2 separate regions of the Oryctolagus cuniculus genome follow, and region 1 is linked to region 2. A link is a contact called in public Micro-C data. All regions are on one chromosome and are shown on one strand. The core of a region is the stretch at or near the end of the contact, and the rest is flanking DNA. Distances in the headings are between cores, read along the strand shown. Region 1 holds the start of CYREN (cell cycle regulator of NHEJ). Region 2 holds the start of AGBL3 (AGBL carboxypeptidase 3).

Region 1 (5,921 bases), core at 2,185-4,684, 130 kb after region 2:
CCAAAGTACCACCCACCTCTAGGGTGCTGCACTGAGGAGTGGGGTGCTAGGGAGAGCAGGGTGCCTCTCTCACTGAAGTGGCCAAGGGCCTCGTGTGGTTTCTGCCCGGGAAGCGTTGCCCGACTTTACCTCGATCAGGATCCCCAGAGCCACATCCACGAGTTCTGTCTCATTCATGCAGTACACCGTCCTCCTCGTGGGTCTGAAACGGACACGAAGACTCACACGGGGCGCCCAGAGAGAACAAACAGGGCCCAGAGCAGCTGACCCCTCCGGCATCCCTGGTGGCTTGGTGAATGACACAGCCGTTCAGGGAGGCCACAGTGGAAGCTTCCCATCCCCACCGCATCCCTGGGGAGGGCCTGACAGGTGCACGAGTATGTTTAGGGAAAGGCAGTGCTGGTCACCTGGGAAACCTTAGCAACGGGAGAGCCAGAGTCCTGGCCAGGAGGCAGGGATGTCCCCTCCCAGGGGATGCTGGCAGCCTTAAGCACCACCCCCACCCCCACCCCCGTTACTATCAATCAGCTACCAGGTCCCGTAGTCCCTGTGGCTCCTCTGTGCGTCCCCGACTGCCCGGGCACAGCCGGAGCAGGCACGGTTCAGTGGACCAGCTACCTGGGCTCCTGAACTTGCCCCCCGGATGTCACAATTTTGGTGAAAACCAAGAGATTGGCATTTTGGCCACCTGGCGTCCAAGAGAGAATGCCCATGACCCCACTAGCTGTGTGCCCAAACCTGCAGGCCGACAGCAGAGAAAAGCCCAGCACAGACCCAGACCACTCCCTGAGCCGCCCTCACCCCGTCTCGGCACAGCTTAGGGGCTCACTGGACTGGCAGAGGGGGACACCCGAGCACCTCCCTGCTTTGCCGACGTGGGGAGACCCAGCGGGGCTCCTGGGAGCCACACCCCCCCCCCGATTTTCCCAGGCATGTCCTGACCTGGCCATGGCCACTGCGGCCATTCTCCTCCTCTTGGGGGTGTGCACGGGCGCTTTTCTCTTCTCCACCGCCTGGGCTGTCATCCAGGACGGAAGGACCCTCTTCTTGGTCCCAGATGCCAAGTCCTCCATCTCTGGTTTCTGGCGAAGACGAGCAAGGACCCAAGCTTAAGGGCGGGCGTTTCTCATTGCTGACAGCACGTCCCACTCCCTTGGCATCCCAGCAAAGGCAGGGCTACTTGTCCTGATTGGAACTTGGTCTTGACTGTCTAAAGAGAAGGACAAAGTCTGGTGACCCCCAGTGACCTGGACAGCACGCTTCCTGTCATCAGTCACGACTACTGGTCAGCGCAGGGCAGGCCCCAGACCCCAGTGGGCCCACTCCCAGGAGCCAGGCAAGGCCAGGGCAGACAACAGGTGCAGGGACAGAGCAGCCTGCCCTGCACCCCCCCACCCGGTGCCTGAGGCCCTACGCCTTGAGGCTCTGCCTGGATCCATGCCATGAAGTAGAGGGCTGAGTGTCCTCCCACGAGAAACAGCAGGGTCCTCGAAGTGACCCTACGCTCCCCACTGCAAACAGGACTGGCCGCCCAGGTGCCAGCCCCTCACCTGCCCCCTGCCCCCAATTCCAGACCTCACTTCCCCCTTGGTGCCACATTACCAGAAACCTGGGGCCATCTCGGTTCACAGCAAGGTTTCCATGGCCGCCACCCCCTCCCTGAACCTGAAGATGCTTTTGCTTGGTCAAGCTCCCAACTGATGCAACAAAGAAGCCTCCGCCCTTCTCCTTCATTGCCCCAAGGAGATACACGGTGGAATGTTTGCCTTGACCTTGAATCGCAATTGGGTCTCTCATCCTATGGCCTTGATACCCCACCCCCCACAGCCACCTGAAAGGTTGCTTGGAACACTTAAAGACCAGTTTTGGGAATTCCCGCAGTCTGCTGCCCCCCCCCCCAAATACAAAAGTGCCCGGACCCTGGGTGCCAGGGCCTCCAGCCATGTGTTCCATCAAGGTGCATGCGGGCAGCTGGTCCCCCACCTCTACGGATTTCTTTTCTCTGGATAAATTTGGTCTGGCTGTATTTTCGTACACTGCCTCCTCTATTCCATGCCTCCTAACATTTGGTGCCCCGTGTGAGGAGGCACCGATGTGCAACTTTTTTTTTTTTTTTTTTGACAGAGTGGACAGCGAGAGCGAGAGAGACAGAGAGAGAAAGGTCTTCCTTTGCCATTGGTTCACCCTCCAATGGCCGCTGTGGCCGGCGCACCGCGCTGATCCGAAGGCAGGAGCCAGGTGCTTCTCCTGGTCTTCCATGGGGTGCAGGGCCCAAGCACTTGGGCCATCTTCCACTGCCTTCCCGGGCAACAGCAGAGAGCTGGCCTGGAAGAGGGGCAACCGGGACAGAATCCAGCGCCCCGACTGGGACTAGAACCCGGTGTGCCGGCGCCGCAAGGCGGAGGATTAGCCTAGTGAGCCGCGGCGCCGGCCCGATCTGCAACTCTTTTCCTAACACGAACTGCCAGGGTCGGGAAGTGAACTCTGCCTGGCTCCCAGCACAGGCACCCCCAGCCTCAGCCCTAACTTGGCCTTGTGCCCCTCCCCTTGCAGATTCCACTCCAGGCCCTCAATCCTGGGGGGAAGGGACCGTTACTCAGAGGGCCTAGGGGGTCTACCTTCCACGCAGGAATCAACTCAGAAGCCGCGGCAAAGGCCTCACTGAAGGGGTGGGGGTGCACCTGGAAGAGGTTCCTCCCCGGGTGGCCGAAAATGCTCAGCCGGCCAGAGGACAGCCCTCTGTGCCACATTTCTGTCGGCGTGCAGACCACCACAAGCCATCCCTGCAAGCGCACCGAGCCGGGGCCCCCGCCTACGGAAACGTATCCAAGCCTGCGCTGTACGTCATCAAGTCCGCCTCACAGCCCAGGGACCGCGAGGCCGTCAGGCTGCACCCAAGGTCACAGAAAAGCCCTAGGACCGCAGTCAGCTCCATCCACCGCACGCCCCGTGCGCGCGCACCCTGCCAGCCGCCACCCCCACAAAGCGAGCAGCGCAACCATCACACGCGCCACGCGCGCCCCCAGAGGTGGGCTGACGTGCGCGAGGGGAACTCGCCTACTGCACGGCCCACGTGAGCCTCGCGGGCCCAGCGGACGCGGGAAGGGCCAGCGCCCCACTTCCGACCCACAGCCCGCGGGCGCGCCGATGCCCCAGTGCTGCAGCCGCCAGCCCGCCGCCCCCCTCCCAGTCTCAGGCCCCTGCTGGGCTTCCGGGGCCCGGGGGCCGGCAGACTCCAGGCGGTTGATGTGGGATCTGGGGAGGGGGGAGGGGGAATCTGCGCCCTGCCAGGACTCCGGCGCCCACCTGCACCCGCCGCCCGGCCTTGCTCCTTCCGGCGCGATCCCCGCCTCCGCGGAAGCCAGGGAGGCGGGGCCCCGCCGCCTCCCCCGCCCAAACGCGTCGGCTTTAGGAAGTGCCACTTCCCGGGTCCTCGAATCAGAAGCTAGGGGAAGGCCAGGGGGGATCTGTTTTCAACAGCCCCCGGGGACTCCCTGGCGGGCCACAGGGAGGAGGAGACAGTCTCTGCTTATCTTAGAGTGGGCGTGTCCAACCTTCAAGTCCTGAGTGCTTCCCCACCCCCGCCCTTACAGATTGAAAGCCTGAGTGTGGGGGTGGGGCGTGGGGGAATTTCCCATCCACCGGTTGACTCCCCAAATCACTGCAATGGTTGCGGCTGGACCAGGCCGAAACCAGAACCCCGTGTTGGTTTCCCACGTGGGTGGCAGGGACCCAGGCTCTTGGGCCATGGCACTTGCCCTTCTCCGAGCATTAGTAGGGAGCTGGAGGGCAAGTGGGCGGCGGGGGCTCTCGCACAGAGCCCTCCCCCTTCTACCTTTTAAGGGACTGGGATGATGAGATCCGATACCACCTGCCCCCAGGAGATCGGGCCACAGGCAGAGGTGCCCAGAGCTTGGAGACCCCTCGCGCTGCACGGCCCGCGGCGCCCTCTTCCGGAGCGGAGCCTTTCGTTTCTCTAAACCGTGGTCTCTGCTCTTCCCGAACAGCATACGCGATCCTAGGGAAGCTGAAATACATCAAGACTTCGTGAGATAAACCAGCCAGCCCGGGTAGGGGGTCGGCTAGGCTTCCACTGGGTCAAGTCCGCCTGTCCAGGACGCAGGCACAACTGGGGAGGAACCTGCTCCTTCTCCGCACCAGGCAGGTGTAGGTCAGGGACGTAGCCCTGGATCCTACAAGCTGTGAGCTAGTCTACCGGGCTGGGGTGGAGGGGCGTGGACACTTGCCGTTAGCACAGCTGCACCCCCACGGCCGACCAGGCTTGTGAGCAGGAAGCCTGGGCGTCCCCACAACCAGCCTTGTCCACAAGCAGACACGAGGCAGGGGGAAGGAAGTGGAGCCATGTGATTTACGTGGCTTGGGGTCCACAGCCTGAAGCCCCTGTTTTGTTGATGAAAGCCACAAGACTTACTGCACACGGTCATGACCATTTTTCCTAGATCCACTGGGTCATCCCACCAGGGACAGGTACTTCCTGAAGCAGCTGCGGGCCGTGCCACAGGGCAGGTCACGGGGAGGGGGTGGAGGGAAGGGAAGGGCGCCTGTGAGGCTCCCAGCAGAGCCCGGGCCAGAGTGGAAGGTCCACACCTGGACAGGTGCGCAGGCTCAGGGGGCTGAGGAATGTCCCGGCTTGATGGCTTTCTTCTGCGCTGCCTTCCTCAGGAGAATGAATGGAGGAGCCTCGCTGGGGGTCTTGAGTGGGTGCACAGCAGGTGTTCTGAAGGAGACAGAAGTGTAAGATTTGACGTGACGGGGCCAGCGCCGTGGCTTAGCGGGTTAAGCCACTGCCTGCAATGCCAGCACCCCATATGCCTGCTGGTTCGAGTCCCAGCCGCCCTGCTTCCCATCCAGCTCCCTGCTAAGGGCCTGGGGAAGCAGTGGAGGATGGCCCAAGTGCTTGGGCCTCTGCACCCACATGGCAGACCAGGAGGAAGCTCCTGGCTCCCGGCTTCAGCCAGGCCCAGTCCTGGCTGTTGTGGCTATTTGGGGAGTGAACCAGCAGATGGAGGATCCGCCGTCTCTCCTCTCTTGCTGTGTAACTCTGCCTTTCAAATAAAAACAACCCAGGCGTACTTTTAATGCCCTAGGAAATCACTCCGTGAGATAAGTAAGGGTGCCGTTCGTGTACAACACGTAGGGAAAATGATGGAGGAAGAAGCCTTGCCTTGCATCATTGGAGGGCTTTACCGGGGTAGAGCTGTGCAGAAACGGCTGGGTGACTGCTTACCATGAAGCCTCACGTTGACCACCCACAGGCCACGTCCATGCTGCCTCCTGTCTTCACCAACTCCCAGAGGAGCTTTAGTGTAGATTTCTGTGTGCTCTTCCCCAAACCGACAACCAGCAGGTGCCCCACTCCAGCTGCGCGTGACCAGAACTGGGCTGGAGCCCAGACGCTCCGAAAAGCCTCTTCAAGAAGCTTGCAATGGCAGCCTTCCGGAGCTCGGTGACCACGGAGCCCGAAGCCCACACCCACCATGGCCACTCTGGCTCCTCCCAGGCCCCCTGTCCCAGCTGTAGGGAGAAGGGTGGATCTCTTGCTACTGCCGACCTAACGGAAGGATTGGCCTCTTCAAGACCCTGGGTGGAGAGGGTAGGCCTGGGCAGAGGTGTGCATTCAGCCGGAGTTGTGCCAGCCTGAGCCCCTGTCTGCCCAGCCACTTGGCAGCTTGCTCAGACCCTCTCACTACCCACCAGCAGAGGGCGCAGGCAGCTGGGGCTGGTCAACCCCAAGTGATACTGGGAAAAGCAGCCAGGTAGATGGCGAGGGGCAGCCAGCAGCACAGCCCTCCGCCCTGCCTCTCCCAGAGAGGCTTCTGTAGCCAACGCTGCCAGCTCAAGAGGACACACTGGCCTTGACCCGAGTGCCCAGAGAAGCGACAACCGCAAAACTGTGTCAC
Region 2 (6,145 bases), core at 1,964-4,463:
GTGGGTTCATTCCACCCCTCTTGCTCCTAGGAAAGGCAGTGCTATGTGCCTGAAGACTGTCTTTTGTAACACAGACATTCATTTAATACATGCCATTTGTTTGTAGAACATTTACTACCTGGGGACAGTGGTGATTACATTTGAATCGAAAAATATTTTTTCATAGAAATTTTGCATATTTATATGGTACTTATTGGTCTGAAGGCTGAGGTTCTCATAAAGGTTTTAATTTGTGGGTTCAGAGCTTTTGAATACTTTCCTAAGTCCTTCACATAAGATTGACAGAATTGACTAAAATACTATTTAAAAAAAGTATTTTACTGCTACATACTAATAATAGGTGTAATAAGTCTAGACAATAAGATAGTTGTCATCAAAATAAATGTATAAAATGAAACAATAAAAATACAGTCAATAGTGTTAGGACCACACTGATAAGATTAAATGAAAATTAATTTTATAATACACATATTCAAGATATGAACTTGGAAACAATACTATAGTCTTCCGTGTGATGAGGAATGAGTCTGTTGTGCAGATTTTTTCCTACTCACCTTGTGCATGTCTGCTCCAAGTGGAAGAAGGAACAAGGAAAATGATCTCAAATGCCTAAATGTGGTTCTTCCATAGGAGATAACCCCAGCAAGGTCTTGATTTGAGTGCATTGTCTGTTTCGGCCAGTTTATTTATTTTTATTTATTATAAAGGCGAGAGATAGGGAGAGAGAGAGATTTCTCATGCTGAAGTGCCCCGAACAGCCAGAGTTGAGCCAGGAAAAAGTCAAGAGCCAGGAACTCAACTTCCACACATTCATTCTCTTTTGTGGAGGTGATTTATCCTGTTATTTGTTACCCAAGCAGGGACATCTTTGCCATGTCATTTCCAAGTAAATGGAACTATTGCTTCCACACAGTCTCCAGATACATACAATTAATTTTACTGATAGAGGGATTAGGAAGGTGTCATTATGGTAGTGACCCATGAACTGAGTCGTGGTGAGCTGACTGGCTGTAACAGATCTTGAGAGTTGAACTTGGGACCAGTTTAAGAGGTTTAGTCCTACATAGGGTCATCCCACACTAGTATGGGCAAGGTCAAGTCACTAGGCTATCATGGGCTCTCGGGCCCAGTATGGCCATCTCAGTCACACTGTGAGAAGACTTCCCTGGCCATTAACTTCTTGGGTGTTATAAGGAACTGACTGGGGTACAGTTTTTATTGTCTTTTTCTCTCTTAGTGATCTACTTTCATTAGATGGCCTTTTATACTACAGTCTTAGAGTAAATGTACCCCAAAAACGTGCAGGGAAAAGTTGCTGCAGTCATAAAGCTGCCTTCCCAAAAGATGGAAGCCAGCTGTGGAGGGAACCTGTCCCATGATCTTCTCCAGGGAGACCACAGGGAAGGGGAACAGGAATGCAGACTGACAGCCCTAGGGGGAAGCTTACTCCAAGACTTCCTGCCACTTTAACTTAAAGGCAAGGAATTTCATTTCGAGTACATACAAGTGTCTGCAATAGGAGAGTAAGTAAGATTAACCAAGAGTTAAAAAGAAGCAGGTGCTTAAGAAAATCATTTTAAAATTATCTTGGAAAAGAAAGAAGTCCTTATGACATCTCTTTCCGTAAATCCATACTAATTCCAGCTAAGCTTTGACCAAACAGTACTGCCTGGGATAATTCCTAAAACTTCTCTCAGGGTGTTTGTATTCACTGTGCCTCCTGCCTGGCGGTCTGCCCTTAGCTGTGTCCTTATGGTTTGGTTTATCCCTTGGCTCAAATGCCTTCCCTGGCCACCCCATCTGAAAGAGCAGCCCTACCAAGACCCATCTGCCCCCAATACTCAATGCCCTTCATTGTTCCTGCTCTACTCATCTCCACAGCAGTTATCATCTGAGTGACTTTTATTATTGGTTTGTCTGTTTTTTCCTTCTAGAACATAACCTCCATTAAAAATGCCTACTTTGTTCCCTGCAATACACACACACACACACACACACACACACATATATATATGTATACCTTACACCGAGAAGAGTCTTTGACAAGTGGTAGGCACTCAATAAATATTTGCCAAATTACTGAAATAATGAATGAATATGACTTTCAACATTTGGTTGAAATTCTAAATATTTCTGTGGTGCACTAAGATAACTTTTCTCTGTAAGGATTACTCGACACATGATCAAGGGATATTACTTGACATATGTAAGTATTTGGAGTAAATTCACGAGACTTGGTCCCAGCTCCGACATCTCTGGTCAGTTCCTTTCTCAGGCTTCACTTGGAGCATCTGACAGACATCCTATGGTGTGCAACCACGATGAAAATGCAACCGAAAAACAGGTCCTGTATATTGAGATTCTCTGCGTGTCACCTTTAGTGTGTATGTATGGCATGAAGCAAGCTACAGCTATCAATTCTAAGTACTGTTCTTCAAGAGACGCTGGTCCAACGTATGCTCTATTTTCTCAAGTCAAGGTCTGACTGGAAGGTCCAAGTTTCCAAACTGCTATTTCAACAAAACCTGGTATTTTCAAAACTTGATAAAATCTCGATATTAACCCATTTCGGTGCTTAAGTCATAGTGCGTTGCCCCGTATTCTACTTTCAAACTTGATATACTGTCTCTACAACATCACAAATCAGATGGCACATATGCCTCGTGTGGGCATATATTTATATTATATATTTATATATTATAGGTACACAGTTTTTTTCCTGCTACACCTGGAAAACTGTTCCAAATATACCAAATTGAACACCAAACTTATAGATGGGGGGAATCAGGATGTGATGTACAGAAATAACATCTAATACAAACGGGACAAAAAAAGTGAAGTTGGCCAAGGGCACGCTGTTAACGCCAGGTGGTCTGCAAAGCACAGGTCTTACCCAGTATGCTCCACTGCCGCCTCTGAGAAAGGGCCCGGGGAAAACCCGCTGCTCGCCTCCCCACTCCTAAACCTTCCCGCCGGACCCCAGCTCCCCAACCCCCGGCCAAACCCTCTGCGCTGGCTCAGCCGCTCTGCCCCTAGTTCCCGTCATCCCCCGGGGTTTCCCCTTCCTCGGGCCAGGGCTGCGCGCAGGCTCAGTGCCGCTGCGCCGGGCGCGTGAGACTGCCCAAAGTCTCGCGAGGATAGGCCCGTTGCCCTGGAAACGAGCGGCCTGGTAACAAGGACAGGGTCGGGGCTACCACGCTTGCTGGAGTGGCCTTTCTTCTTGTGGCTGGACACTGACGAGCTCGTGGGCACCCACGCTTCCTCGCACGGAAAGAAGAACTTGGCTGGAGGACTGGGGGCGGCAGTGGGGGGCGGCCGCGGCCGGCAGGTGACGCGTCCGGGAGAGGAAGGGGCGCTCGCAGGCGCTGCCGCGGCTTCCGGGGTGCGCGGCGGCACCAGCGAGGGTGCGGCGAACGCGGCCGAGCCCCTCGACTTCTCCGTGCCTCCCACCAGCGCCTGCTGTTGCCTCTTGGGCTTCCGACGCCCCAGACCCCGGCGGGGCGCCCGCTGGCGTGTCCGAGTCGGCGCCTGGAGGTGCCGCGGGTGTAGACGTGTGCCAGTGCAGTGCTGCCGACGAGTTGGGGTCCCCAGACGGAGACTGGAGTCGGGTCACACTCAGGGTCCCGCCCGTGAGGCCGTGTTTCCCCTCCCCGATGATGCGTTTGTAGCTCTGGGCGCCCGCCGGGGCTTGGAATCTTGTGGTCGGTGTAGACCACGCTCTAAAACACGGCTTTTGTGGGGAGGGGCGTAAACGAGTGGGGTTGGGTGGGTGCGTGCCTTCGATCCTCGGGAATCTAGAACCTTGACACGGAATTCGGGTGGCTGCATTGTCTTGGAGGCAGCCGGGTGGAAGACACCTGCGTGGGGGCGTGCCGGTCCTCGCCCAATCCGCCCTGCGGGGCAGCTGTTGCGTTCGGTACGAATTACACACCGTAAGTTGACTGCTGGAGCAGCCTGTGACAGGCTGTAGACAGGAATTCTGGGGCAGCTGACAGTTGAGGAGCCCAGAATCTTAGCGCTGCGTTAGTGCCTGAGCGATTTCTCTTTGGTCCGTAGTGAATTCGCTATCTCGGTGCAGTATTGCATTGTAAATACCGAATGTCAATGATCCGCTGTGTGCTCTGGGAACTTTTGCAATTAAATTGTTGGCTTGGTCAGCCTCGTGATGGTTGTCTCTTTCCAGTAATGGAAGCTTTCTTCTAGGAGGTGTAGGGCTTGATTAGCTGCACGGTGTTTAATTTTTAAGGCAGGTGGCTGTCACTGTTGATTAAATGCGATTGAATATCTATTTGAGTTCTCATGACCAACACCGGCAGCTTAAACGTTGTCAGACAAGTTGCTTAGACACTGTTTTACAGCCTACCCACATAATAGGAATTTCAAGGCAAACACGGAAAGAGATGTCAGAAGGTTCAGAAAAAGACTACTCGGACAGAACAAACAGCGATGAAGACGAATCAGTATGTCTCCTTCAATGTTTCACTTATTTTAAGATAAATAATTTTTTGTGTTATAAATTATTTATTTACTGTATAGTTATTTGTGTGATATAAATTCCCAATTAAAATCAGTTTGATGTTTAAATCATTGTCATTGAAGTTTGGAAATAATTTGAAAAAGCTAAGCTCTTAGTACTATGTACTTAATGTACTATAGGAAAGATAAACTAAATGACTGAGTTTCTTTTGCTTTGTTTTTAAAGATTTATTTATTTATTTATTTGAAAGATTTACAGCGAGACAGAGGCAGAGAGAGAGAGAGAGATCGATATCGATTGATCTTCCATCTGCTGGTTCACTTCCCAATTGGCCTCAACAGCCAGAGCTGGGACTATCTTAAGCCAGGAGCCAGGATCTTAGTCCGGGTCTCCCACTTGGGTGCAGGGGACAAGGACTTGCGCCATCTTTTGCTGCTTTCCCAGACCATAGCAGAGCTGGATCAGAAGTGGAGCAGCCAGAACTTGAACCAGCATCCATGACTGTTTTCTTGAGAAAATATTTTGGGCAAGATTCTCCTGGATTTTTAAAAAAATGTGACTTAAGTTGTTATTAAGGTTGTTTATTTTATTTCATGTCCACTTATTTTCTTATGTGTTCTAGTTCTATTGTGTTACACCACAGTATGTATCATAGTAGGACCTGTTTGAAAACTACCTTGTTCACGATGCTGTTAATGTGGCTCTGATGTCACAAAGGAGTGATGTAGAAGAAGAAAGGAGGGGGAATGTATTATTTAAAAATATTTTGTCTGATAGTAGTACATCATTGTTAAAATAAAAATGATCATGTATGTAAATTAAGGTTCCTAACTAAGCCCTCCCAAATGATATGTAACCCTTTAAGTTGATGACTTTGTTTTTTTTTTCTAATGTCAATTGTTTTCGCAAGTGTGTCAAGAATCTTCACTCTATTGCCTCCCTGCAGTCACCATCATGACCATTTCCAGGTGGAGAGGAGGGATGAAAGATGAGGACTTGACGTCGGTCTCAGGATAGTTCAGATGTTGGGATACTTTGATCAGTAGCCCATAATAATCCTGTAGTTTTCTCATTTATTAAAGGTTAAAGCCATATACCCAGTCCCAAGTAGTATGATAAGTATAAGAAATTTAGGAAGGATTTGGAAATTTGATTTTTAAAAGAAATATTTGAAAATTCTTTTGTTTTAGGATGAAGATCCTTTCATGAAATTTCTAAATGAAGATATTCATCAGTGTGCTCTTTTAGCAGGTTTGAACCTATCCATGTATTTTCCTTCGTTTTTATCGTAAGATCTTAAGTGGATTAAAATGTAAGGAAACTGAAAAAGATTGTCAAGTTGAGTAATAAAAGAATAATTATTCTGGTGGGTAGGAAGAGCAAATGTTGTATCCACTTTTATTAGAATCCTTCAGGGGTTCAGACTTTGCAGGTTTTAGGTAAACCTGATTTATATTAGAAAATAAGTGAGAATATATAGTGATTTTTTTTGGTTTTAAACAAAAATTTATCTAAGTTATACAAGTTTTATATATTTCATATAGATTTAGGAATATAGTGGGATTTCCTCTCCCTTCTGCCCATATTCCAACTCCTCCCCCCACCTCAGATTCCCATTCCTAATTTACAGTGATCTATTATCAGCATACTTAGTGATCATATAGTTAA

Evidence for each region. A called contact is a pair of places that touch in the nucleus more often than the background predicts.
Region 1: a Micro-C map of ear pinna shows a contact between it and region 2, with 4 times the contacts expected there. The contact joins the promoter of CYREN here to the promoter of AGBL3 in region 2. A contact is called at or near these places in 3 of 6 Hi-C or Micro-C datasets (ear pinna, skin fibroblasts and an unstated tissue).

The regions. Positions count from the first base shown.
Region 1 is chr3:170,992,771-170,998,691 of mOryCun1.1, forward strand. CYREN (cell cycle regulator of NHEJ) reads right to left here and starts at 3,435. Exons shown (of 4, transcript XM_051848972.2): 1 at 3,307-3,435; 2 at 943-1,210; 3 at 130-202. The coding sequence starts at 1,073.
Region 2 is chr3:170,859,750-170,865,894 of mOryCun1.1, forward strand. AGBL3 (AGBL carboxypeptidase 3) reads left to right here and starts at 3,214. Exons shown (of 19, transcript XM_008258136.4): 1 at 3,214-3,328; 2 at 4,359-4,460; 3 at 5,668-5,728. The coding sequence starts at 4,401.